6 separate regions of the Mus musculus genome follow, and regions 2, 3, 4, 5 and 6 are each linked to region 1. The links are chromatin contacts, called in public HiChIP or PLAC-seq and promoter capture Hi-C maps. All regions are on one chromosome and are shown on one strand. Each heading gives the region's core, a stretch centred on a gene start, on an enhancer-like site or on the middle of the called end of the contact. The rest is flanking DNA. Distances are from core to core; before and after follow the strand shown. Region 1 holds the start of Tmtc3 (transmembrane and tetratricopeptide repeat containing 3). Region 2 overlaps Gm35437 (a long non-coding RNA gene). Region 3 has its middle 17 kb from the start of Gm20110. Region 4 overlaps Gm35101 (a long non-coding RNA gene). Region 5 has its middle 27 kb from the start of Gm35437. Region 6 overlaps Gm20110 (predicted gene, 20110).

Region 1 (3,529 bases), core at 837-3,336:
TTTAAACATTAGAGCAGTATGATTCTCAGGAAATCAGCAAAGGACAGGTAATGAATTTAAGTCCATTGGTACAGAGAACAGAGGTAACAATTACAAGAGGCAGGGCTTTGTCACAAAGTGATTTGGGTTAGATAAAGCTCTTCATACAAGCCCAGGCTAGATAGAACACAGGTCCAGGCAAGTGCTCCAGCAACAAGGCTATTGATAGAACTGTCACATACAAACCAGCTCTTGGAAAAATTTGAAAAATGGAGAAATTCTGAAGAAAAATTATCTTAGCCATTTGAAAATTATATAGCAACCTGCAGAACCAGAACTTCAGTTAAATGCCCTGACTCACAGGTAAGTGCAATATAAAAACCTGGATCATAATATAATTTGTTTCCTGCAGTATTCTTATACCAAGAAAAGCGTATTAGCTCAAAAATACCGTTAAGTTACAGAATGGAATTTAATAAAGAATATACTTAAGTTGTTACTTTCACTGAGATATACAATCCTAGCTTCATCAGTTACTAATAAATGACTTTGAACTTCTCCCTTCTGAAGAGAATACAATTTATTACTTGAAGATATTACGAACATGAAGAGAAACAGGGGTGGAGAGACCAATAAAATGACACAAAAATAGTAAATGAGTAATAGAAAATATGTATTAAAATCATACAAAAAAATCAAGGTATTGTGATTAAAAACAGCAAATTCTTAAGGTAGTATACTAGTGAACATATTACATGTGTTTAATAAATACTAGTCTCATTTCTTAGTACTACTGACAAAATGAACAGGAAAAATAATTCAAACTCTTGAGTAAATGAAGCCATAAAATTAAATGTGCAAAACACAAGTAAAGCTTAGTATTAACGTTTAAAAGAGAAACTGGGAAGTGCAACTATATCACGCATTTCACAAACATTAGCTTGTAGAATGAATGATTGTGTTCATCACATTAAATAAGAAAACAGCGTTTAACCTCTCCGAGCTTCAATCTCTTAGATGGACAATGCGGATAATACTGCTGTATCTCCACAAAGAATAATTCCAAAACTAAACAGTATTTAGAAATAAAGCAAACACTGCAATCAGGCCTACAAATCTGAAGAACGTCTTTAAAATTTGTTTCAAATACCATTTTTTTGTGCTATTTGTTTTTCTCAACCGCAGAAATCTTTTCAAAAGAAAAATGTAACTGTCTACATTTTTCTTTTAATTACTTAATATCTATTATGTATGATATGTATAAGTACCTTATATATCTATCCACGTATACATACATACATACATTCATACATATATACGAGACGCACTCTTTCAAATAGATGCTTACAGCTCCTAAAGTTACCTGCTGGTGTAGAATAGCTGTGCATTTGGCAACAGTTCCCTGAGTAAGAAGATTAACATCTGAGAAGGAGAAGGCACTTTCCCCCAAGAACTCCCTTGGTACCCAGCAAATGACAGCAAAATGCCATCGCTTGGCATGGCCCTCCTCCCTCCCTCCAGCCCGGCTTAAGAGCCTTGGGCGCACTAAGGCTCCTCTTTCCTTGGCCTTCACTCCACTCTTATTAACCTAATAAGCACTACAATCCGCAAGCTGCTGCAGGAGGCTGCCCCATCTTGACGCTCCTTCTTCACTCAACCAGAGCGTGAACTCAGGGGGTGCGGTGGGGGTGGGGGCGCTCCACTTTCCCAGACACCAAGGAGGCTGGAAACTTTTATTGACTCCCCTCTTAGGGAAGCCACTAACTGGGAGCCCCTCGCACCTACCTGAGTAGCCGGAGGACTCTTTCCCAAACCTCTGCAAGATCCGCCAGCCCTTCGGCAGCCCCAAGCTAGCGCTTCCCTAAAAACGCAAAGGTTCCCTGAGCTACTCCTGGCTGTGGGTTGACACGCCCCGACCTCACCTGAGGGCGGCTCCGCCAGGAGACGGTTCAGGAAAGCTTCTGGGATGGTGGACCGGAGAAGGACTCCGCAGAAAACACAGTCATAGCCTGCCACGCTCGGACTCCGGGGCGGCCGCACCTTAGCAGCCGCTCCTCCCGCCTCCCGAGCCTTCCCCCAGCTCTTCCAGGGCGGCCGCAGACTCCCGCATTGCACGCCGGGAACGCGCCGCTCTTCCCAAAAACTTCCAATCCCAGGATGCACAGCCGCGACGCCGAACTGCACTCTGGGACGTAGAGTCCTCATCTCACGGCTCTCCCTCATCCACAGTAAGGAGGGCTTGGAGGGGAAATAGAGCCGTAAAGCTTTTTCCAGGGTCGTGAAATGTAGTCTTCCCAGGTATCCCGGGGCCTAGTTCCGGTCTTGGCAGGCTGGGGGGCGGGGAGTGGTGTCGCCTAGCAGCCGGCGCCGCTTCGGCTCGGTCGGGAAGAGTTGGCGGGAGCAGCCTGAGTGCGCGAGGACCGCTCTGGGAAGCGTGAGGCCGGGGCGGTGGCCGAACCCGGAGGTGGTCGCTGTAGATGAGTGACTGCTGCTGGTGGCAGGTCTTGGTTTCGGTGGGTGGATCCTCGTGAGCCGGAGCCGCTTAGTGTCGTTCACAGGATCGTAATCCCGAGGGACAGGGTGCAGCCCTACCTATCCAGACCTCTGTCGCTCTTGTCTGCAGTGTCGTCTCGGCCTCCCTGATTGAGCTTGATTCCGCAAACACTTCATTTAGCTCAGTCTTTTTATCTACTTTAAAAATCCTCTGGTCCCCTTTCCTCAGAAGGTTTTCAAAAACTTCCAAACATCTTGGGAGTTGGTACCATCATTGATGGTAGGGGACTTGGAAAAGGGGCCTCGGGGTTTTAGCTCCGAATTCGTCTTAGCAAGAAAATAATAATTTAGCGTGTACATTATCGTATAGCCTGTGTCAGGGGAACTAATTTTCGTCGAGGCTGTTTGCCTCTGCATCTGTTTTGCAGTTCAGGAGCCATAGCTCTTAGCCAGCACCTAGAGAGTTAAGTAAGACCGCTCATGATCATGTAAACACTGCAAGGCCATTTTCCTTGAAAATGCTAAAATCCACCTGCTTCTTTGTAGAGGCTGAGAGACAGTGAAAGAATTCAAGATGCCACCTAATATAAAGTGGAAAGAATTAATCAAAGTTGATCCAGATGACCTGCCACGGCAAGAAGAGTTAGCAGATAAATTATTGATATCTTTATCCAAGGTACTTAATAAATGATTTGTACACAGAGCCTGATGTACAATGTCATGAATTGAAATTGCTTCTTGAAATCATTGAATGCTATAACTGGAAGAGTGCTTGTATTTAATGTGCAGGGTATGAAATAGTCCATTTTTTGTGTGTTTGTTTCCTTAGGTGGAAGTAAATGAACTAAAAAATGAAGACCAAGAAAACATGATACATCTATTCAGAATTACCCAGTCTCTAATGAAGGTTTGTAGGAAAGAGTGTGTAGGAAAAGAAATATTTTTTAGGAGAAACATAAAGAGTCATAAAGAATCATATGGTCAAATAAAATACAAAATCTCTCCCCTATAAGCTATACATGAAATGATAAGAGGATTCTAGATTCTTCATAAATAA
Region 2 (3,369 bases), core at 323-2,822, 580 kb before region 1:
TCAAAATCCCAAAGAAAGAGGCCATTGGCAGGAAAACAGAAAGTGTTGAAATTGGGAAATAGTCTAGATATATTGAGATACAGCAGCGTCATAACAGGGCATGCAAAACTGGGAAAATATTTAAGAAGCTTCGGCCACGGTGGCATCTTTGTTCTTTAGTGAATAATGAAGTAGATTATGCATAGCAAAAACTCATTAAAGGAAAACGGTCCTTGTATACGGTAGAAAGATAATTATGAACACGTAAGCAATCTAGCAGTCAATTGCTCAAGTCTTCAGGTACTGGGGAACCAACAGGATTAACAAGAGCCCAAAACAAACAGAAGGTTAAAAGGCATGTAAATTAGTCGCTTTTAGGATTATTTTTAAATTGTTAACAGAAAATAGCTAAGCTGAAGATATGAATGTATGAAAGAATGATATAGCAGGCATCAAAATTTATTTAAAACTCCACTCTTAGAAATAAGTGTAAAAGGGAGGAGTGTGTGTGGGGGCGGCTGTGATCAGGATGTATTGTATGAGAAGAGAATCTATTTTAAATTAAAACAAGAATAGATTTAAAAATAGATATAAGTGAAACATCAATATTTTTAATTACTTATAAGTCTGTAAGAAGCAAATAAAAGACATAAACAGAAAAATCGAGGAGAATAAAGAAAGCAAAACAATGTACTTCAAGCATCATATTGTTTTACCAGTAAAAGACACACTTGTGTAGCAATAGAAAAATAATCAATATCTTGTAGTAAATATTTGTATATTTTATAAAATAATAATTGTGTATTAGGTATGACTATTTTTAAAATAAAATTGCTTAGATATTAAAACTCAAATATTTTATAAGTCACAAACTGCTTAGCAAAAATAAAAAGTCACACATCAGACCCAAGGAATAAAATAAGCTATAATTATGTTAAACTGGGGGTTATAACTGTTTCTAGCTTCACAATATAAATATTTTAGTACCAAGGTGAATGAAAATTGTATTTACAAATAAATGGCATCCTGAAGTATATTCATATTTATGAATATATTTTTAAATCAAGAAAATCAATGAAGATAAGATCAAATTTTAGGATCTTAGAAGAAGACAAAGCCCAAGAAAGCAAATGGAAGAGAATAACTTCAAATCACATGTTTAAATTTAGGGAAAAATAAAGGTAATTTTTGAAAACCACAGTTGGTCGTAAGAACAAAACAGAAACAAAAGCACAGTAAAGTTGATCCATCTCTTCAAGACTTAATGGGTCCCACCAATAAATTTAACACTTAAAAAGGAACTTTGAGAACAGTTAGAAGTAAATATAAGATAAAAGAGATCTTGCTTGCAGATATTAGAAAGATGAGTCATATGGCGTGTTACATAGGAAGACACTAGAGCTCAGTGAAACCAACTAATTTGCCCCAAGTTTCCTAGCAAAAGATTCACATTTGTATGTGTTTGCTTGACTGTTTGAAAGCAGGTCTCAAGTAGCACAGGCTGGACTTAAACCTCCTGCCCCCAGCTCCGAGGTGCTGGGATTGCAGGATGACTCTTTTTAATGCCACATTCTTTCCATCTGTTTGCAGAATTCCACACCATGACTCATTAGCCTCCAGCCTGCTGCCATGTCCTGACAGTAATTCTGGAGTCACGTTCACTGTTCACCACAGTTACCTACTTTTGAGTTCTGTAACCACATTAATCTTTTCAGCCTGAACCCTATGTGACAGTATAACCAACATTCCTTCAAAGATATTTTAGTTAGGTCTGTTTTAGGATAGATTAAGGGAAAAATATTAATCATTTATAAGATTCATCTAAGGGCATATGCTTCCTTTCTTCCTATATCATCTCTCTAGGGTGATTAAATACTGAGGTGTGAGAGTGGGGTGCTTGTATAAGCTCTGGGCATTAGCAGAGGGGTGTGTGCCTCATAGTTATCTGCCTGCTGGTAGACATGGCTCAGATTGCTCAACTCTTCTATTGGATGTGCACGGTAGGAAATTGCCATGTTACCTTCCATCTCTAAGCACCCTCTGCCTCTTATTTGCTGCAGAATCCCCTCATTGTGTGTCTCTGAGACCCTTACGGGCCATGCTAGCTCTGCTGAGGAGTTCTTTTGTTCTGGCCATTGGGTTTCTTCCTTAAATGTGGAGCATGATACTTGATGGCCAACCTTTTGTCCTTCTTCTCATCCAGTTTGCCTTATGGTCTAGTCCTCTCAATGAATGTTCTCCCATGGTAAGATAAACATCTAAGAAGTTACCCCTTTCTAACCCGAACTCTCATTTAGGAGAGCCTAAACCTGTGTCTTCTAGAGTTCCCTAGCTATTCTCACTCAAAAAGGAACGACTAATGGGAAAGGCTCAGAAACTGAGTACACTGAGCGCTAGTGTCTACATACCCAGCTCTCCAAATGGAGGATCCTCTCTTACATTCTTGATACATCATGTTAGAGAATGAATGAGATGAGGATGGGGCCAACTTCGAGAGCCTCGGCAAATGCTCAAATGTGCAAGGAGTCCTCAACAGCCACTTAGCCTTTAGATGAAATAGTGGACTCCCACAGGAATCTAAGCCTCTAACATTTACTCTACAAACAAACTCACTATTTAATTTGAAGTGTATGATTCTAGATGACAATGGTCATAGTAGAGAATGACGATGATCCATTCCCAGGTAATTCACAGAGACTTGTTTAGGTATTAGAACAGTTCTTGGCATCTCAGCTATTCTATGGACAGTTCAAAAGCCAAGACTTGCTCTTTTGAACTGTCCATAGAATTGATCCACTTCCTATTTTAAAGGCACATCAGGCTAGTCTGCATGAGGTATGTGGCTGATTTTGTCCTATCTCATTGATTCTCACTTTACACAAAATCTAGCATTCACCAAAGGCCCACAGAAGCTTGGAAGTTATCCTACATTCCTCAGTTGTCTCTCCATTTCTTCAAGTGTCATTTGCCAAATATTTTCATTTTTATACTTTCATATTTTGGGCTTTTGTCCTCTCTTTTCCAGTCTTATGGTTGATGATTTAGTTGGGTCATGTTATTGCATTTGCCATAATGGCTTCATATTTATTCCTTTTTCTTCCTTCTCTTTCCACAACATTCCAGCATCTGCTGATATTGATTGGGCCTGAAGACTCTTGAATACTCCCAACACTTTCAGAACAAAACTTCAAACAACATAGGATGCAAACCCAGGTACCCTTCTCCTGATTCACTTTTCCCTACTGTATCCTTCTCGTTCCTACTGGCTACACCTGGGCAGCCTAGAACTTGTCAGGTAGGCTTTGAGTCCAAAGCTTGATCACACCTATCCTTCTTTCTAGAATGTATTTTTCAATGGAAATTCTTACTTATCCTTCAACTTGCAGTTCA
Region 3 (3,481 bases), core at 379-2,878, 900 kb before region 1:
AGCTGAGATTCTATGAACTGGTGGATACAGAATAAAAATGCTCAGGACTGTGGGACGTGAGCCGTGGAACCAACAGAAACCTGTAAGGCAGCGTCACAGGGCGGAGCCAGGGAAGAAGACGTTTGCTATCAAAACGAAATGTGGGCTCGAGAGAACCAAACGGAGGGACACGGGCAAGGTGTCAGATAGTGGTGGGAGAGATGCTGTAGTCACCAGAGGGAAAATGCAGGAGAGTATGTGGTAGCGGGTACACAGGGAAGGGGTCTGGGGTTCCTGCAGGCTGCCCTGTGTCAGAGACGTGTGCCTTTCCTATCCAGGACCTTCAGTCTTTGTGGGTTCTGCATTATAAGCCTCCTGTGAGGCTCTGCTTCCTACAGTTGGTGTCCAGAAAGGTAATGCTCTGTGGCTTGGTCCCTTATATGAAGTCCTACTGGTTGCTGTCCCCAGTAATTGCCAATATGACTGCTTAAAAACAACACACTATTTCTTTATAGTTCTGAAGGCCAGAATCCAAAATGGCGTTTTAAGTGTCTAAAGGACTTGTCAGGGTTAATGTGCCACTTGGACTCTGGGCTACAAGAGTAATCCTCTATGGCCTTGTTGGACATCAATAGGAGGAGAGGCCCTTGGTCCTGAGAAGGCTCGATGCCCCAGTGTAGGGGAATGCCAGGACAGGGAAGTAGGAGTCGGTGGGTTGGTGAGCAGGGGAAGGGAGGATGGGATAAGGGTTTTCAGAGGGGAAACCAGGAAAGGGGATAACATTTGAAATGTAAATAAAGAAAATATCTAATTAAAAAAAAAAGAGCAATTATCTCCCTCATCCTTACATCTTCATGACCATCACTTAATCATCAGAAGAAAACCATCAGTTATCTCTCGTCCATTTACTTTCTTTTTTGTGTGTGTGTGGGGGGTACTACCTTCTCTTCCGTGGTTGAATCTCCCTGCCCCCTCCCCCCATCTTATTAGGCCATTTGTGATTACATGTAAGGCCCAGTTGGTAGCACAGGATTCTTGCCCTGCCCCAAGATCCTTAACTCAATCATGTCTATACCTAAATATTTTTCCATATGAGATCCTGTGCTCAGGCCCTGGGATTGACTGTTAAACTTCTCTGTTGATCATTACAAGTCCTCTGTACACCCACCCCCCGCCGCTTTAATTCACTTTTCAGTGTGTGTACCTCATTCCCCTCCCCAGGTGTATTTAGAATTGAATCAGCTTGTTGTTGATGGAGTTACCAGAAAAAGCAGAAAGTTTCTGCTCTGCATGTCCACCTCTGTGGTTTCCACGGACCCTGGGCTTCCCTACGATCTGGTAAAGTGTTCCAGGCAAGCAGAGACATGATTAGCATTTGTGCTTGACCTCAGAGAGAGAGAGAGACTCTTTATGAGCCGTGGAGTATCTTACTCTGAAATCACCTTTCTCCGATTCTTCCTCTTCTAGGAACCTGATACCCGTTCAGCATTTTCTATTTAAAACACTTCTTCCTGCACCACTTCTGTTCCCTACATCTAGCGAGTCCCTGTCAGCAGCGACAGGAAGCTCACTTCCGTGGAGGACGGACTGGCCCCAGCACACCTGTCATGCCAGGGGCGAACATGAGCTGTCAGCCCTGTGCTGGCCTGCCCACAGGCCACCAGCTGGAAGGCTCAGCTGTGTTTCGGATGCAGGCTTCTCTCCAGAGCCCGGGGGCTGCCCTCCCTTCCTGCTTTTCATCTTCCACATCGTTCAGATTGTGTGAAGCTTTGCCTCAGGGGCCCTGGGACATTTTTTTTTTTTAAATTCTGTAACCATGTGTTGTCTGTTCATTCAACACGTGTTTGCTGAGTGTCTGCTATGTAGCTGGCATTTTGCTGCCTGCTGAGAACTCAAGGCAGAGAGAAGCATGGATCTTGCCACCAGAGTACCATGCTTAGCTAAGATATGGTAATTGTGTATATTAATTCTTTTTAGTATTCAGTAATAGAAACCACATTCATACTGATTAAATATCAGTTGTATAAAGGGAAATGTCCAAGGAGAGTAGTGTGTATCCAACCAGAGAAGGATCTAAACACCACACACACAGACACACACAAACACACACAGACACACGCACAGACACACTCTCACACACACTCTCACACTCACACACACACACACAGACACATAGACACACACACACACAGAGACAAACTCTCACACTCACACACATTCATACACACAAACACACATACTCTCACACTTACATACACTCACACACATTCATACACACACTCTCAACTCACACACACACTCATACACAAACTTATACACACACCACTCACACTCACACACACACACACACACACACACACACACACTCACACACTCACATACATTCACACAGTCACACAACCTTATTATCTGAATTTGACAAGATGATTAGCTAGCCTCCATAAGCTGTTTTTGTTTCTACTGCTAGAACTCAGAGATATTAGAACTTGCTGACAGATAGAGAAACTGGTTTGAAAGTGGAAAAGAATGGGAGACTGGGGTGAAGTTGGCCCTCCTGAGCATGGCTGAAACTCAAGAGAATGTACAGGAGCCCTGGCCAGTCCCTGATCATCTCTTGACTCCTTCCTGCATATGGGAAGCAAGCATCTTTTGTCATGAAACTAATCATGTGCTTCCTCTAGGAGATGGTGAGACTGTATGAGATTCTAACTGAAGTAAATGCATATCCAGGTCTCACAAACACAGGTCAGTAGAGAACAAAGAACACACATTTATCAGTACCTGGTGCCCCTTCCCGGTTCTTATATGCACAAAAAATCATGGCTGTCTACATTTCTACCTTCTTAATCTCATGTGAAATGCCTTTTGTGTTCCATGCTAATCAGAAACGAAAGGGATACTGGGTCAGAGTGCAACTTACCCCGGTCTTCCATATATTAGGAGGCCACCGTATAATGGCATATGAGGTGACTGACTGCAGGCAGTCAGTATTCTCAGAAATCTTACAGTTTTGAAGTTTTGACTGCTTTCTCTGAGATCTTCGTCCTTCAGTTCCACTTAGCAAGTTCAGGGAAAACAGAATATCTCCTCTCTAGCACTGGCAAGTCCTGGGCTGAAACAATCCCTGATTTTCCTAGCAGAATTGAATGGTTTCCGAGGAATCGAACAGCTTTACTCGGAAGCCTTAGGCCACGTCTTCTTGTACAGTCAAGGGATGATATCTGGTCCTATTCTAACTGTAGATGTTGATAAGTAGTTTCCTAAGGCAAAACCCAAGATATTGGTACTGAAAAAAACAAAAACAAAACAACAACAACAACAACAAAAAAAACAAGTTAAAGATAAAAGCCTGCCAATAGCCATGTGAGACTCAGGGCAAGGTGTCGCTGTCAGACACAATCATGTCAACTATGAAAGCAGCTGACTGGAGAGTTTGATTACTGGGCAGACTCTGAAGGTCCTTCCTGTCTTCCTTTATGGGTTCTTGTATTAGGTTGCCACG
Region 4 (3,213 bases), core at 25-2,524, 800 kb before region 1:
TAATTGATGTTTGCAATATGCTAGGAGATAAAAGGCGCTATGGAGATGTAACCTGCATTAATAGGAGAACAAAGCAGGATTTTAAGAATCATGGGAGGTATAACAGAACTAATAGATACATTGGGCAACAGAACCTGGAAGACAAGGAGGCTGTAACACTGAATCATCATATCTATTCTAGGTTTTGAAAAGCCCATTCAAAGAACGTATCTCTTTATATTTAACAGCTAATTTCTCTGTGTCATAACACCTTCTATCTTTTTCCAAACACACTGGTTTTAAAGAAGGTAGGTGAATATCACAACCAACGTCCAGGCATTCTACTTTTTGCTGAACCATGACCTCCATAACCATGAGGCATTTGCTCTAGATCAAAGACCACAGCTTATCTAGAAAAACTAGTAGCTAGATGCCCTTATTTGTAAAGAGATGATTTTAAAACTTTACTTTTCTCCATCCCAACTTTCAGTGCAGTTCCAGTCAGCAGCCTGGTTCACCTGTCAGTGTTCCCAGTAATAAAAACTGACTTGATCAAAGCGACCGGTTCCCATTTTGTCATTAGACCTAATACCTGTGTCCAAGCCATCTGGTTTGACAGCCATAATAGTTGAAATATTTTCCCTTGCAGACCCCAGAAATGCCCCTTGGGGCAAATAAGCATTTGGCAGCCCGAGGAAATATCAGTAGACAAGGACGTTTCCTGCTTGCTCTTTCTGAGGTCGCATGCAGAGGAGTGAGAGCAAAGGGTAGGGACACCTGCTGTTTACTTGACAGATTTATAGAGGCTTTTCAATGGGACATACAATTTTCAAGGCCCCAAAGAATTTTATCTCATTTCTTTCTCTAGCCCAGCAAATAATGAAATAACATGTTGCTATTCACCTGCATATGTCAGTAACCTTGAGGAGTTTTAAAATTTTGCAGAAATTAAAAAGAAAGAAAGAAAGAAAAAATTGCCATTCACACAAAAATGCCTTTTTCTTTTCTTTCTCTTCTTCTCCTTCCCCTCCCCTTGCCCCTTCTTCTTTCTTCTTTATCCCTTCTTCTTTTCTCCTCCTCCTCCTCCTTCTTCTTCCCTTGAGGAATACATTTCTCCACCTTTCTTACTGCCTTTATGGGAGTTTTTAACTGACTATATATATTCTACAAGAGCTCAGAAGGACCACAAATTGGGGTCTGAGGAGACAAGAAACAAACAAACAAACACCAGACATTCCATCCTTTAACAATGTAGCCTTGATTGCCTTGGTACATAGTGCCTTTCCATGGAGTCATAAATTAGCATTCAATGGCATCTTGGGGTTTCCACCAAAGTTGTAATTTGCATGTTAGCCATTGACTTGCATCAATACATGTGAATCTCTTAGCATTGCACAGATCACACTAAATTCAGTGATCAACTGAACAGCAAGCATTTGAGCATCTTGCTTCCTTGCATTTTTGCCCTGAAAAAGTTGGGATTTGTGAGAACTTCAAACCTACTGACTTTTTCACTAAAGTCATTTGAGGTGAATGTCAGGGAAGGAACTTGAGAGACCCAGAAGGGCAAAAAGAAGGGAGTTTGGGGTTGTCTTATTTCCCTTCAATAGTGCACGGTATCTTGAGTTTGTTTTTGAATTCTGCTCCAGGAAAAGAGCCTGCCAAATTCATACATGAGATCTCAAGTTTGCCACAAGGACTCCAGTCATTTCCAAATTCTTGAAACAATAAGCTATAAATAGCCCCAACAATGTCAGGATTGTATTGGTTTCCGCCTAATGTCCTCTGGCTGAGGGCCTTGCTCCTAATCCTTAGGTGGAAAGCAGAGATTCCGTCTGAGCTGCAGGTCGATCCATGGCCTTTTCCAAGATTAGCTGAAAAGGCAGCTTGCAGGAAGTAGGTGTCCTAGCCAGGCACTCGTTGTGGGGTTTCTGAATTATTTATTGTGTAAGAAGGCTCTTGGCTTTAAGCACAGGGAATATAGTTTCCCAGGACACAGGCTTAAAAATAGATGCCTGTCCTTTTTCCCTTCACAGTATTTATGTGCAACCAAATTATCCTTCCCCCCTCTCCCTCACTCCAGGTCCATATTCTCTTCACTTCCAGTGGCAGAGGACGCTATTGCTTAGTTTCTTCTTATTAGGGGTTTCTCTTAAGCTGGCTCACTTCTCCAGGGGAAAAGATTTTTGCAATGGGCAATGCAGAATGACATCCACAAATTCCCTGTGATTCATCTCAGTAGTATTTCAAATGGTAACCCTCCCTCCAAAATTATCATTGCATTTAAGCGGAGACACATAACTGGAAGATTGATTTTGACTAGGCACATGGTTCATGGTGTTTTCATGTTCCCAAAGAGTGCCTTGATGATACATTAATTACTGCTTTCATCTAGATGGGTCCATCTTTAATTGCTACACCCTTCATCCAACCAAGTTAAGGATTCCTAGGGTGAGGACTATATGGTGGAAATCCTAACTGCCCTTCACTTCTTTGATTCTGCTCAACTTGTACATTGTCTGGATGTTGGCTGCTAGGACTTAGCATGAATCTTGGAAGAAACACCATTATATAACAAAAACAATGGGAGTTGTGCAGAGTATGCCCATAGCAAACACTTGATCTTTGCAGGAGCATTAAGGAAAAAAAATCCTGTGAAGTGATTCCCCCCACTTCTTTTGGAAAGGAAAAATTCATTTGTAATCTGTTCAATAACTCAAGCAAAGGTCTATATCTTTGCATAACTTCAATCTTGTCTGTTCAGGCAAATATTCCAATGTGTGTTCACATAGCACACTATATATTGTGCTACATGCTAGAATGAGAAAGATGCATTGAGAATCCTAAGGTCTTAAGATAGCTGACCATAAATATATATCATTTAAATATGCCATGTGTATTTCTAGGGGGTGTACCTTAAATTGCTGAGCTCATAGTCTGATCTTGTCTGTGAATGGGAACTAGTCAAGTAAATATTTGCTTTTGTCAGGTGAGCTATTTGCTCTATTTCCAGACATTATTGCCTAAAAGACAAGGTGAGTTAAATGTCTTACTATTTCATTGGAAGTTTTCTTTGGGTATGGAGATCTGAATGATAAAGCTAGTTAAAGGAAACTATGAATTTCCTGACTTTCAATTTCAAGGTAGGTTCAGCACTAACCAAGAGCAGTGGTTCTCATCCTTCCTAATACTGTAACCCTTCAATATAGTTCCTCATGTTGTGGTGACGCTCCA
Region 5 (3,240 bases), core at 127-2,626, 560 kb before region 1:
CAAAGAGACAAAGACATCTTTCTCAAAAAAAGTTTCCATTACTAAGGAAGCAGAGAAGGGAGTAGAACAGCAGTGGACCCCATATCTCATGGGCGTGCATCCTCTCCAGGAGTTCCTTCCTCTGTCTTATTTACTGTTATTATAATTACTAAAAGCACTGGACTTAAGATATACTCTATAGATAATGACTATAGATAAGATCAGTTCTTTTTTAAATATGCGCGTGTGTGCGGGGGAGGGGATGGGTGGTGAATGAGCACACGTGTGTGAGAGTGAGCACACACATCCTTATGCAGAAGGCAGAGGACGACATAGGATAGTATGCTTTATCACTTGGCTATCTATGCTTTGTTCAGCAACAGGCTTCCTCACTGAATTTGGAGTTAAGCTGACATTGGACATACGCCAGCAATCAATCCTTCTGTCTCTGCTTTCCACAGTGCTGGGGTTACAGGTACACACAACAGTGCACGGGATTTTCACAGGGGTTCTGGGGATTTGAACTTAGGTCCTGAGCACAGCACATGCTCTTCTGCCACTGAGCCATTTTCTAAGCTCTTCCTTTCTTTCTTCCTTCCTTCTTTCCTTTCTCCTTCCCTCCTCCCCTCCCTCCCTCCTTTCTCTCTCTCTCTTTCTTTCTTTCCTTCCTTCCTTCCTTCCTCCCTCCCTCCTTCCTTCCTACTAGTATAAAGAACAGTATTACTGAATATAGTCACTACAGTTTACAGTAGAACTCTAACATGTATCATATACAACATATACCTTCTGACTTAATCCTGCTTCTCCCTGCTCTGAGAACTACAGTTCTACTCTCCGCTGTGACTCTGACCATTTTAGTACAATTCTCATATAATACTGTCCCCAGGGTACAACCCAACACTTTATCACCGAGGTACATTACATAGTATTTGTTCTCCTCTGCCTACTTCCCCGCAAAGATATAAAAGAGTAGAAGCCTCTGCTCAGGGGAGAAACAGCAAAGAACTAAGCAGGAGGCAGGCTTTATATGGGGTTGCTTAGGGGGTGGAGCATTCTAGGGTGGCCTGGGATTGGTGGGATTTTATAGTCTCACCTAGGAGCAAGCTCAATGATTGGTGGGATTCTGTCGCCTGATCTTGGGCCTTTATTCTTTTTTTCTGTTGAGTGGGGCTTGGCAGCCTGGGAAAGCTGGAAATGACAGGGCCATTAGAGTAGTCCGGGACAGCGAGGCCTGTCCACTTGTATCTCAAGATGCTTACAATGAATGTTTAGGGTCCCCTCGTGTTCTGGCTATTGCTAATAATGCTATAACAAGCCTGAGAGTGCAGGTTTCACATTGTGCCTTCGTCTTTGAGTATATACAAGGAAGTGAGACTGCTGAGTCATATGAAAGTTCTATGATCAGCTTATCAAGGGAGCGCTTGGGCTTTCCATAGTGACCATACCAACTAACAATCCCAGAGCAGTACCAGAGCCCTTCTCATTAAACTCCACTTCCTCACCTTCATTTGTAATTTGATTTTCCGACTTACTGGGTATGAAGTGATATTGCAGTTCAATTTTGCAGATAGTTGGGGATTTTGTACTGTCTCATGTATTCGTATGCTTTCACTGGCAATGAGTTTCATTGGGGTGGCTTACGGGAATAAGGGTGAGGGGGTTACATACAGGAGCTGAGATGATAACGAAGACAGCCACATCACCAAGGTCCACCCTAGCACGGGTGACAGCTCACAAAAGCTGGAACCCTGGATCACAATGTACAGCCTGCAGGCAGGAGGACACGTTGGAGGGTGGCCTGACAAAGATACCCTGTTGGTGGCCTAAACTCTTCCAGGCAACTCCCCTGGTTTTTGCTGCTTCTATGTTGCAGGTCCGGTCTCAGAGTAGTGCAGCCAGGGAGCGACTCTCAGCCTTCTTTGTTGTTTACTCTAAGCAGGGAGGGGCCAAGTGAATCTGGTCATTTTCAGGGATTCCTGAGGCTATTTTGGGTTGTTTACCTTCTGTCCTAGGAGCTTCCTGCAGTATGGAATGTTTCAGTCTCAGAGCAGCCACCTCCCGGTTCCTTCACCTGCTTCATAATGGGTTTGTTTGCTCCACTGCTATACATTGAAGGAATACCTTCAACATTTTTAGCATTTATTACTTATCAGATATGTTTTAAAATATTGTCTCTCGGCCTAGGGCTTGTCTTTTTTATTTTGCTGATCATTTTCTTTGGCGAATGAAGGCTTTTCAGTGTGACAGCCTCACACCTCACAGTCTGTTTTTGCCTTTTGTTGCCCGTGCATTTGATGTCACATCCAAGAGCTGGTGGCCAAGACCAATATCCAATAACTTTGTCTGTTTTGGTGTAAGGTTTTTACAGTTTCAAATCTTAAGTTCTAATCCACATCGTGTTGGTTGGTATGTGTAGTGTGTACTCGGGGTCTAACTGCTGCACGTATGTCTCCAATTTTCCTAGTGGCATAGAGGGAATCTATCTCAGTACAATAAAGGTCATGTGTAGGAAGCCCACAGCTAGCCTCATTTTTAATGACACAAAATATTTTTTGAAGTTTTTTCTGTTAGGACCTAGAACAAGAAAAATATCCCCATTTCCATACCTCTATCCAGTATAATACTGTAAGTCCTTGAAAGAGCAATTGAGTAAGTAAAAGGAATTAAAGTTGCCTAGATTGAAAAGGAACAAATAAAGTGAACTCTATTTAGAAATAGCATAATGTTACATAGAGAACTCTCTATGGCTACAAATTTGTTTGAACAAATAAATACCAACAAAGTTGAAAGATGTAAAGTCAAAAATCTTAAAACCACTGCTACTACTATGCATCTCCCTGTGTATTTATATAAAAGGGATTGAAGGAAATGACCAATTTACAATACCAAATATAATACAATACATAGAAACAAACTTGAGCAGATTTTTAAAAAGAGAGACAAATACACTGAAAACTACAAATCTCTGTAAAAAAAGAACTTAAATCAAAGTACAAAGGACAAATTGCTCATGTATTAGAAGGATCAATATTGTTAGAACATCCACACTCTGTAAAGCAATACACAGAGTCAATCAAATCCTTTCAAAATCCCGGTGGCATTTACTACAGAGATAAAAATACAATCTTCAAATTCATACTGAACCCTGTAAAACAAACAAAATCTCCGAATAGCCTAGGAGTTATGAGAAAGAAAATCAGTATGGAGCATAATTCTTAGCTGAGCCTTATATTATAAGCCTTTCGGCATCAGAACTATTTA
Region 6 (3,680 bases), core at 345-2,844, 870 kb before region 1:
TCTCCTCCTCCTCCTTCTCCCCCTCCCCTCCTCCTTCGAGATAGGATTTCTGTGTAGCCCAGGGTTGTCGTAGAACTCACTCTGTAGACCAGGCTAACCTTGAACTTACAGAGACCCTCCTGCCTCCACCTTTCGTGTGCTGGGATTAAAGGCATGCGCCACCACAGCCCGGTACAATCCTTGACTGTTGTCCTCAGTGCACATGTTTCTCTCGGTTATAGTCCAAGAAATGGGTCAAAAGTATGTATGTATTTAAAATTTTGGTGACATAAGCCTATGTTAATTACAGATTGATATATCAAATGACAGAAGTCTTTCCCACTGGTATGGTTAGTGAAACTGATATGTATTTGTGAAGTATTTGACATAATCCCACTTGATGAGACAGAGTCAATTTTCTCCATTTTAATACTTGTTTGAGCATCTTGTTGACACTGGCTGGGCTCCCTTCCCTCTTGTCCCCCCTCCTGTCCCTACCCCATCCCATCCCCTCATCCCTCTCCCCCATTTCCCACCCCCCTAAGAATTCTAAGCCATGCCTGACTCCTAGGAGGGGCTCCTCCGTAAAGAGGAGGCTGTACAGTGGTAATGATACACATGGCGTGTCTGCTTTACAGCACTGCATTGAACAAGGTTTTTATGTGGGTAGAAATGTACACCCATTTTAGTAAAAGTATTAAAGATGTACTAAGCAGACTAAAACTAGCTAAGGCTTCATGGCTCAGAAATAATTAGCATTATCTTTTCGGTTTATATCTTGCCAGCAATAGATTACTTTAAACAATGTTGGGGCTTTGCTACAGCAGTAGTATGCAATCTGTTCTCCCCCACACTTAAAAACATATAAATTTCCTGTCATATCAATATGACATCTCTTCAAAGTTTGGCTGACACAACACATAAACATTTACAACTTTCCATTGACTCCGAAAATTTACAAGGACCTGTGCGTTCGATTTGATTGTGATTACGAACGAATCCAAGGCGGAGAAGCTGAAGGACATGTTTGTGTTTTCTCAGGCACTGAGTAAGAGATCTTCTTTTACTAAGTACCGGCTGCATTCTAAATGATTTGTAACGTATGTGATAAATACGTAATTCTCATCACAACCACTTTCCTAGGCAAGTCCAGTACCACTGACACCAACTCGCAGAGATTCCAGGAGACTGGAGAGCTGGCAGAAGACGCAGAGCCTGCAAATGACGAGGTCTCATTTAGAACGCTTAATGCCTGTAATTGATGTCCCCTGCTCCCCGGTTTACATCTTTTCTTCTTTGTTCAGAGCGTCCAATTTTTCTTCTTTTTAAAATTGCTACTTAAAAGTGTTCGTGTTTTTGCCTCCCCAGTCAAAATAATGTCACATGTGAATTCGGCTCCAAGAGCTACTGAGTTTTTATTCACTTTAAAATTGTATTGAGAGTAATTTCCATGGGGAATTAAATAGAATTCTTCAATTGTTCTCGCTGCTTACAACAGTCCAGTGACCCGTGTCTGTGTTTATTCTTTTTTTATTAACAGAAACGGAACTTTCAGGGAGGGAATAGCCTGGGCTGTCTTTGACCACTAAGGCTAGAGCGCCATCTGTCGGCGATAGAGCGCTAAGGCATTTACTGTGTGACCATCTCAACCACTCACAATCACCATCCTGCCTGAGAGGAAAATTCCCCATTCTAGCAAGCTTTGACCAATCCGGAGCTGAGAGTAGGAACGAATGAGAATCCTTTAGATCTGACTTTAAATTTTAGTTTGAGAGGAAAATTTTACTAGAATATATTTTATACATGGAAACTGTATTTTTATCATATGCTTCCCCCTCTCACACCCCAGGTACCCCCTCCCCCCAGCACATCCGACCCCTTCATGGCCTCTCCAATTTGTTTTGTAACCCTCGTACTGCGTGCTGGGATGCTGAGTGATCTCAGAGGCAATATCTTGTAGAAGTCTTGTGTGGGTAACCAGGTGTCACGTCCAGAAGAGAGCACGTCACAGCATCCGCGTCATCCTATGATTCTTAAATTCCCCTCCCGCATAGGCAACATTCTCTGAACCTTGGACAAAAGATGACATAGTCATCCCTTTTAGGGGAAAACATTCAATAATCTTTTATCTCAGAACCTTGGCCAGTTATGAGTTTCCATATTAGCTATGAACCACTGCACTATTTGGATATTCAGAGCACCGCTAGCCCGTGTGTATATATAAATAAACACCCGGGAGGCAGTTTGACGATGGGTCCCTGTAGCAAGTGAAGGGTAGTTCTCCCCTAGGGCCTATGGCCTCCTGAACCATGAGCTTTTGGCCAGGTTTGCAGTAGTAGGCAGGAGAGAACTCCTGCGTAGCAGACCTCAAATCCAATCAGAATGCAGATGTTCCCGTAACCTTTGTGCCACTTCCTGGATCAGTGGGCAAGTCTAGCTTGGCTCATTGGTATTGTAGCATGCACTGTCCTCTACTGAGTAATATACCATTGGTCACTTTTCTTTCCAACCAGGGTACATAGCATCTTCTGGCACTATGCAATCTAGCCACGAGAGAGGAGGTTTCCACGTTAGTTCCAGTTTTATTTCTCTACGTCTTTGCAACCAAAGTGTGCTGCAGCTCATGCAATAGGGCCTTGCCATTTCCTTCGGGCGGGCAGCCAAGGGCGATGAGGACAGGCTGTGTTGTTTTGTGGGCCTCTGGAACCCCCTTGACCAATAACTCAAAGGGAGGTACCCAATGCTTGACACTGTGGTTTTTATTTAATAATTCTTCCTGTCTTCTGGGGGAAGCATTGTCTACCCATGTACCTCGGTTCAAATTGCTTTTAAATATTATGTGTATCTTAGTTAGCTTGCAAAGTAAGTGGTTTCCAAATGGGTTTTTAACACATCCTCTTTGGTTGACTGGTGCCTGTTGTAAACGATTAATAATTGACTCTACTAGTTCTCTCTCTCTCTCTCTTTAAAAAAGATTTATTTATTTTATATATGTGAGTACACTGTTGCTGTCTGTCTTCAGACACACCAGAAGAGGGCATCAGATCTCATTACAGATAGTTGTGAGCCACCATGTGGTTCCTGGGAATTGAACTCAGGATCTCTGGAAGAGCGGTCAGTGCTCTTAACCTCTGAGCCATCTCTCTAGCCTGACTCTATTAGTTCTTAATATGACCAGTCCAGCCCCCAATAATTGAAACATAGTCCTGCTGATTTATTTAATCAGCTTAGCACAATTAATACATACTAGACCAGCTAATTCCCAGCTGCACTCCCCATGTTACTTGCTGTTTGAGTCTCCCCTGGGCTGCCTTTTTGATCCATCAACATGTTCTCAGGATGGACTTAGCCTGGCCACTGTTCATAGTCCATCTCCTCTCGTGGTGACCTCCTCCTCTCTCTGTCTTCTTTCTTTTTCTCTCCCTCTGTTTAGGTCCCTATCTGAGACCCCCAAAGAGTAACCAAAGCCCTGCCTAGCTCTATTCTCCCCAGTTATTGGCTGTAGCCACTCTTATTTAGCCAATAGCTTGAAATGGGGAGCAAAGTTTACACAACAAAGGCTGTTATACGTGAAAATCCACTCTTATGGGGGCAACCAGGTCTTGGGATCAGAATTTAGCATTTGTATACACAGCAGCACCAGACCAACCTGCTCCTCCCTCTTCCCTGGAGATGAAACTCTATAACGTAAAGAGAACCAT

Evidence for each region. Promoter capture Hi-C pulls out the DNA fragments that hold promoters and counts their contacts. HiChIP or PLAC-seq counts read pairs in DNA pulled down with a chosen protein or histone mark.
Region 2: a contact with region 1 is called in a promoter capture Hi-C map of trophoblast stem cells, with 3 times the contacts expected there. The contact joins the enhancer-like site here to the promoter of Tmtc3 in region 1. A contact is called at or near these places in 6 of 39 promoter capture datasets (the C10 cell line, liver, pre-B cells and 2 more), 1 of 484 Hi-C or Micro-C datasets (granulosa cells) and 1 of 9 other capture datasets (adipose tissue).
Region 3: a promoter capture Hi-C map of liver shows a contact between it and region 1, with 2.2 times the contacts expected there. The contact joins the enhancer-like site here to the promoter of Tmtc3 in region 1. A contact is called at or near these places in 6 of 39 promoter capture datasets (the C10 cell line, cranial neural crest, hippocampal neurons and 3 more), 1 of 484 Hi-C or Micro-C datasets (cortical neurons), 5 of 115 datasets of contacts at active chromatin or transcription factors (bone marrow-derived macrophages, embryonic forebrain, embryonic stem cells and 2 more) and 2 of 9 other capture datasets (adipose tissue and liver).
Region 4: a contact with region 1 is called in an H3K4me3 HiChIP or PLAC-seq map of neural tube, with 5 times the contacts expected there. The contact joins the enhancer-like site here to the promoter of Tmtc3 in region 1. A contact is called at or near these places in 5 of 39 promoter capture datasets (cranial neural crest, frontonasal cranial neural crest, liver and 1 more), 5 of 115 datasets of contacts at active chromatin or transcription factors (bone marrow-derived macrophages, embryonic forebrain, embryonic limb bud and 2 more) and 2 of 9 other capture datasets (adipose tissue and liver).
Region 5: an H3K4me3 HiChIP or PLAC-seq map of bone marrow-derived macrophages shows a contact between it and region 1, with 3 times the contacts expected there. The contact joins the enhancer-like site here to the promoter of Tmtc3 in region 1. A contact is called at or near these places in 3 of 39 promoter capture datasets (the C10 cell line and liver), 1 of 484 Hi-C or Micro-C datasets (granulosa cells), 2 of 115 datasets of contacts at active chromatin or transcription factors (bone marrow-derived macrophages and embryonic stem cells) and 1 of 9 other capture datasets (adipose tissue).
Region 6: a promoter capture Hi-C map of the C10 cell line shows a contact between it and region 1, with 9 times the contacts expected there. The contact joins the enhancer-like site here to the promoter of Tmtc3 in region 1. A contact is called at or near these places in 15 of 39 promoter capture datasets (3T3-L1-derived adipocytes, the C10 cell line, the HPC-7 cell line and 10 more), 1 of 15 datasets of contacts at CTCF or cohesin (large pre-B cells), 4 of 484 Hi-C or Micro-C datasets (bone marrow-derived macrophages, embryonic fibroblasts, gonadal supporting cells and 1 more), 10 of 115 datasets of contacts at active chromatin or transcription factors (astrocytes, bone marrow-derived macrophages, embryonic forebrain and 7 more) and 2 of 9 other capture datasets (adipose tissue and liver).

The regions. Positions count from the first base shown.
Region 1 is chr10:100,485,261-100,488,789 of GRCm38.p6, forward strand. Tmtc3 (transmembrane and tetratricopeptide repeat containing 3) reads right to left here and starts at 2,087. Exons shown (of 14, transcript NM_001110013.1): 1 at 1,902-2,087. It overlaps Cep290 (centrosomal protein 290), which reads left to right and starts at 2,322. Exons shown (of 54, transcript NM_146009.3): 1 at 2,322-2,492; 2 at 3,019-3,148; 3 at 3,302-3,379. The coding sequence starts at 3,047.
Region 2 is chr10:99,908,604-99,911,972 of GRCm38.p6, forward strand. It overlaps Gm35437 (a long non-coding RNA gene), which reads left to right. Exons shown (of 8, transcript XR_380747.2): 2 at 3,103-3,192. Among named protein-coding and RNA genes, the nearest start is that of Gm35437, 7.3 kb to the left of the region's middle. Within about 2 kb of position 1,573, at least 37 of the 459 cell types and tissues checked have an H3K27ac peak or open chromatin away from gene starts, as enhancers often do. A contact at or near this core is called in granulosa cells and trophoblast stem cells, where this site is marked.
Region 3 is chr10:99,590,718-99,594,198 of GRCm38.p6, forward strand. No RefSeq gene overlaps it. Among named protein-coding and RNA genes, the nearest start is that of Gm20110, 17 kb to the right of the region's middle. Within about 2 kb of position 1,629, at least 45 of the 459 cell types and tissues checked have an H3K27ac peak or open chromatin away from gene starts, as enhancers often do. A contact at or near this core is called in hippocampal neurons, where this site is marked.
Region 4 is chr10:99,685,402-99,688,614 of GRCm38.p6, forward strand. All of the region lies in intron 4 of Gm35101 (a long non-coding RNA gene), which reads left to right. Among named protein-coding and RNA genes, the nearest start is that of Gm35101, 26 kb to the left of the region's middle. Within about 2 kb of position 1,275, at least 8 of the 459 cell types and tissues checked have an H3K27ac peak or open chromatin away from gene starts, as enhancers often do. A contact at or near this core is called in adipose tissue and neural tube, where this site is marked.
Region 5 is chr10:99,928,040-99,931,279 of GRCm38.p6, forward strand. No RefSeq gene overlaps it. Among named protein-coding and RNA genes, the nearest start is that of Gm35437, 27 kb to the left of the region's middle. Within about 2 kb of position 1,377, at least 15 of the 459 cell types and tissues checked have an H3K27ac peak or open chromatin away from gene starts, as enhancers often do. A contact at or near this core is called in bone marrow-derived macrophages, where this site is marked.
Region 6 is chr10:99,618,052-99,621,731 of GRCm38.p6, forward strand. All of the region lies in intron 1 of Gm20110 (predicted gene, 20110), which reads left to right. Among named protein-coding and RNA genes, the nearest start is that of Gm20110, 11 kb to the left of the region's middle. Within about 2 kb of position 1,595, at least 5 of the 459 cell types and tissues checked have an H3K27ac peak or open chromatin away from gene starts, as enhancers often do. A contact at or near this core is called in bone marrow-derived macrophages, where this site is marked.